Linked DNA regions of Oryctolagus cuniculus: region 1 is linked to region 2. Evidence: chromatin contacts called from public Micro-C data. All regions are on one chromosome and are shown on one strand. Each heading gives the region's core, a stretch centred on a gene start, on an enhancer-like site or on the middle of the called end of the contact. The rest is flanking DNA. Distances are from core to core; before and after follow the strand shown.

The links. A called contact is a pair of places that touch in the nucleus more often than the background predicts.
Region 1: a Micro-C map of ear pinna shows a contact between it and region 2, with 6 times the contacts expected there. The contact joins two enhancer-like sites. A contact is called at or near these places in 5 of 6 Hi-C or Micro-C datasets (ear pinna, embryonic fibroblasts, psoas muscle and 2 more).

Annotation. Positions count from the first base shown.
Region 1 is chr11:26,913,815-26,916,514 of mOryCun1.1, forward strand. No RefSeq gene overlaps it. Among named protein-coding and RNA genes, the nearest start is that of ANGPT4, 20 kb to the left of the region's middle. Within about 2 kb of position 1,422, at least 3 of the 8 cell types and tissues checked have an H3K27ac peak or open chromatin away from gene starts, as enhancers often do.
Region 2 is chr11:26,877,465-26,880,164 of mOryCun1.1, forward strand. It overlaps ANGPT4 (angiopoietin 4), which reads right to left. Exons shown (of 9, transcript XM_008256189.4): 3 at 2,342-2,463; 4 at 1-48. Among named protein-coding and RNA genes, the nearest start is that of ANGPT4, 16 kb to the right of the region's middle. Within about 2 kb of position 1,352, at least 1 of the 8 cell types and tissues checked has an H3K27ac peak or open chromatin away from gene starts, as enhancers often do.

The DNA.
Region 1 (2,700 bases), core at 172-2,671, 36 kb after region 2:
GGCCCCTGCATTTTCATGAGAGACCTGGAAGAAGCTCCTGGCTCCTGGCTTCAGATTGGCTTGGCTCTGGCCATTGAGGCTATTTGGGGAGTGAACCAGCAGATGGACTTCTCTCTCTCCCTCCCTGTTTCTGCTTCTATAACCGCCTTTCAAATAAATACTTTTTTTTTTTAATTAAGCACACGTTTCTCCTATGACCCAGTGGCCTACTTGAGGAATGAGAATTGTGTTCGTGCTAAAATCTGCGTGCGGCCCCTGCTATTGGCTTTTCTGCTGCTCCGCCACAACTGGAGACAATGATTTGCCCCTGTCTGAGCGCAGACACTGGAACACAGCTCAGCAACACCAAGGGATGAACTGCGTACACCTGCCAACGCACAGGTGCAGCTCACGGCCTTACCTAGAGGGCAGGAGCAGGACTCAATAGGCCAGGGCACTGGGGAGGCCGTCAGGACGAGAAGGCACCTCTGTGGGCCAACACAGGAAGCCCCGGCAGGGGCAGGGACACAGCGCGCTGGGGTGGGGTGGGAGCTTGGGATAAGAGGCCCTCCCGGTGCAGCACGGCGTGTACGGAGTGGTGCCGTGGGCAGCCTCGCACCCAGCCAACCTCCTGAGCTGCGTGACTGCGCGTCTGTGCCGCGCTCTCCTCTCCGTCTGTCTCGGGGCGGCCTGGGCCTGGTGCCTCCCTTGCTGCTTGCATTCGTGCCACCACTGATGACCTGGCGTCTGCCCTGAGCGGGGCTCCTCAGGGTGCAGTGAGGCAGACGTCCCTGTGCTGTTCTGCTCAGGGCCGAGCGCAGTCAGGTGGGGAGGTGAACCGCCCAGGACGGAACTAAAGAAGACAACTTCACTCATAGCAATGGCCAAGCAGAAGACTAACTTGGAGGGGCGCGTGCCGTTCAGATGAGGTCCCAGGGAGGCCTCTTCGACAAGCTGACATCTGAAGCAGGAGCTAGAAGAACAGGAGGAGCCAGTCAGGTGCAGATGGGGGCCGGTGGGGGGGGGGGCATTGCAGGCAGAGGGCAAGCTGGTGCAAGGGCTCTGAGGCCAGAATGAGCCCAGTGTGTTCCAGGGGCCCATCAGGCCAGCATGGCTGGAGGGGCGAGGAGGAGAGGGCGGGAGAGGAGGTCGGAGGGGAAGAGAGAGAGATTGTGGAGGGCGTCATAGCCACTGTGGGGAGTTTGGGTCGGATTCCAGGAGTGGGGAAACACCCAGCTGACACCAGACAGAAGTCCTGGCGACTTTTGTCTCTTGTTTCCTCCTCTGCATCCTTCACTGTTGGGGGCACGCTTGGCCACCCCCTGACCCCATGCCCCAGCGCCCGCCCCGCCCCCGGGCCGCCATGAAGCCCCGCCTCCCTGACTGCACGCCGCCTCGCTGGGGAGCCCACAGGAGCGGCTTCTGTTTACCCAGAGCCATTGTCCCCGCCCACAGTCCCCTGAGATCCTGAAGCTGCCAGCAAGTTGTCGGCAGCTGAACGGATGATAAATATATCGCTGCCCGCTGGGAGGGCGGGGCCTGCTGGGAGGGCTCAGAGCAGGGGCCCCGCCTCTCACAGACCTGTGGGGGGTCCCTTGGCTCCCACTTCCAGCACCCGGGACCTGAGCCTCCAGTGGCTGTCCTGTGAAATGGGGATAGTGTGGCGCACACGCGTGATGATAGACGCTCAGCCTCTGCAGTCACCAGGGAAAGGCAAGCTCCAGGAGGACGAGGCAGCCCCCGCCCCCTACACGCACGGGGAAACCAGGGAGCACCAAGGGTTAGCGAGTGAGAGTGGGAGACTGCAGGTGCTGCTAGGCCTTAGGGCGGGGGCAGTACCGAGGGCCCTTAGAAGAGGACGTCCAGGGACCCAGCGCTTTCCTCCTCGGTAAATCCCGGAGCAATTCTCCTGCAGGTGCAGAGGGGATGGGAGGGGGACCCCGGAAGTGAGTGGTGGGCAGCAATCCACGTCCAGTGTCAGGAAGTGCAAACCTCAGGGTTGCCTCAGACACACCGGGCAGAGGGGAAGCAAATAAAGACAGATGGGAGGGGATCTGCAGCTCCCTGTGCGACCCACAGAACCCCAACAATGCGTTTAACCGGTGAGTGAGGATCACCGAGTAGACCGGGAGGGGAGGAAGTGGGAGGCTGTCAGGAGAGAAATTACATTGAATTAAGCAATAGTTTGCAAGAATTGAGAATGATAAACTCAGCTCTTGATACCCAGGTTAAAAAAAAAAAAAGGTGAGAAGGTAAGATGGGGATGAAGGACGGGTGGTGATGGCTGTGGCTTCCTCGTGCGGAGCTGTGGGGCTCCCGTGAGCTAAGCCACCCCAGTACTCAGTGCCTGGTACACAGTGGGGCTGCAGAGAGGTGAGCTGTCAGGCCCGTGTTCTCGCCAGGCCCCTGTCATGCTCCTCCCACCTCCGGGGCAGTGCTGCCCCCTGGTGGCCAGGGACTTACAGGACGGAACAGAAATTGGTCCGTGCAGAAGGGAGACTGAGGGGGTGGAGCCTCAGGAGGAAGGGTGACTTGTTTTGTTTTTGTTTTTAAATAATTATTTTATTTCTTTGGAAGACAGAGTTACAGAGAGAGGTAGAGACACAGAAATAGAGGTCTTCCGTTCCTCTGGTTCACTCCCCAAATGACTGCAACAGCCAGAACTGAGCTGATCCGAAGCCAGGAGTCAGGAGCTTCTTCTGGGTCTCTCACGTGGGTGCA
Region 2 (2,700 bases), core at 102-2,601:
TCCGCCTGCTGCTGGGTCTCCAGGGCCTGGACCCGTGTCTGCAGCGCGCTGCGGGGCAGGGCGCACAGCGGTGAGCCCGCGGCGCCCTAACGCACCTGCGCGCCTCCTCCTGGGGCCCGGCCCGCTGTAGGCTCGGATGGAGCAGGGGAGAAAAGAGAGACCCGGACCCGGAGTAAAACGGATTGAGGTCCAGGAGAGGAAAGAGATGGGATGGCAGAGACACACCTGCAAGCAGGCACCCGTGATCAAAACCCAGCTATGCCTGCTTTAGAACCCGCAGCCACTCCCAGGAGGGCATGGGGGACCATGCCCTTGGATGTACCCTTGTAGAAAAGGGATCGGCTTAGACACCCAATGGCGAGGAGTGGCGGGGTGGCTCGGTGCTGCAGCCACAGAGCGGAAGGAGGCAGCGTGCATGTGCACAGAATCGGGGCCACGCCCAGGTTCGTGGGGAATGACCCGGTATAAGTGGGAAGAGAGAAAGACGAAGGGAATTCGCATGAATGTAGAGACACCGGTGAAGACAGAGCAGAGGGCGACACGTGGCACCTGCGCTGGCCCTCGCTGGGCAGGCGGTAGGGGCGGGGTGGAGGCCTGGGCTATCGCCTTGATTTTGGGAGGATCTCTGTTGTCTGAGGATGTGTAAGCAGCAGGCGCTCTTGTCACGGATTAGAAAGTCAGCAGGTATTTTAGAAAGAAGGCTTCCTCTTGGGGTGTCAGATCCTCCGGGCGTGCTCACGTGGGTGTGAGAGGAGACCCAGGCCGGTAGCTCACCGCATCCCTGGCTAAGCACCCGCCCAATCCGTTAACTGGGGGCTGCAGGAGTGCACCCAAGAGGGCCGAGCTGGAGGGAAGAATGGGCCAGCGTGGTGAACTGTTTCCAAGGGAACAGAAAAAAAGAAGTGTAGAAGAGTGAGGTCTACATTTGGGCTTAAAAAGGAGCAAAAAGGCCTGTCCACACTTGGTTGGGTGTTCATAAGAAACCCTGGAATATCGGCTCTTGGAATATCAGTGCCGTGAGCACGGGAATGTTTGTCTCTTTGCTCACTGCTGTATGCCCAGCGACTCCAGGTGCGCCTGAGCCGTGGAAAGAGCTAAACAAACAAACACCGTGTTGATGGCCCGACTGAAAGGACGCCTCTGGCCGGGGTGGCGGCTGAGGGCTGGGCCTGGGAGGGCCCCTCTCGTGTCTACCTAGTCGTGCCGACTCACTGTGCACACTGAAAAGGAGTCCAGCCCGGGCAGAAGGACCTTCTCCCGGAGCCTGGGTCCTCCCGCAAGGGCGCAAATGGGCACACACTCAGGTTCCAGGTTCCGGGTTCCAGGGTCAAGAGCTTATCAGTGGACATTGTCAATCTTCGCTGATCTTGGCACCTGGTGCCAATCAAGGAAGTGAAAATGTCCCTGGCCACGCCACTTGGGGTCTGGGGGAAGTGGAATGCGGAGAGGGACAACACTACCCGAACTGCACCCAGGACAGGGAGCCGGCGATCCTCATGGCCATGTCCCTACAGTGCGTGAATGACTGCTTTACCTGGCCCTGGGGGCGGGCCTACAGCCGGTACCCTGGGGACTTTTGCCTCCCCCGGAACCCTGACCTTGGCAGTTTCTGCTCCACTCAGCCCGAAACCCAGATGAAATCAGCCTGGGTTCTCTGCCTTATCTCTACTCTGGAACTATTTTTCCCTTTGTAATTTAGAGGGCGTTCCCCTGGCGCACATTTGCATACTGTGCAGAAACTCCCTGGCTGTGCACACAAGACGCTGGGAAGCCCGGCTGCTTCTGGGAACGGGAGCTGGAGCACGGGGTCAGACTGATTTACTTGCAAATAAGTGAATGCAGTTAAAATTCACAGGGTGAATCCCGTGATGTGCAAATTGTATCCAAATAAAGCAGTCAGATGGTATAAAGTAAAGAAAGGGAGAAAGGAAGAAAGAAGAAATTTAAAAAGAAGGAAAGAAAGGAGGAAAGAAGGAGACCAAAAGAACCAAGCAAAATGCCTGTCCCTATCCCCAGCCGGTCCCTGCCCTGCCACGGCCCCAGCTTGGCCCAACTCAGCACCCACGCCCAGTCACTCCAGTCCCAACTCCAACCCTGGCCTAGTTCCATCTCCAGCTTCAGCCCAAAGCACCCCCCCCCAATCCAAATCCAGGCCCCCAGCTCTGGCCTCAAACCTATCCCAGACACCAGCCCAAGTCCAGCTTCCAACGCCACCCCCGCCCCAGCCTCAGCCCTGGCTCCAATGCCCGCCCTGGGTCCCAGCTCTGACTCCAACCGGAGCGCCTGTCTGGCTGGGGCAGGAGCTGGGGGCTGGGAGTCGAGGGCCGGGGCCAGTGCTCACCTGTTGTGGCCCTGCAGCTGGTGCAGCTCCCAGCTCTGCAGCTGCAGCTGCTTCTGTAGCTTGTTAGTGGACATGGAGGTCTCCAGCAGCTGGTTCTCCATGCGCAGCGTCTGGTTCAGCACCTGCCCCAGCAAGAGGGAGGGGGTGGGGAGGGGCTCCGGAAGCCCCGTGGAAGCCCTGCTGGCCGTAGCTCCACTGCTTCAGGAACTCGCTGACCCGTGGCCACCCTCCCAACACTGGCCCCTGCACTCAGGGCCTAACGGAGCTTCTGATCTGCTTCCTCCCTGTGCCTGTCCGTCCTCTGCAGGTGGTACTCTGGGTGCTCTCACAGTGTGCATCAGGATGCCTCCGTGAGCCCC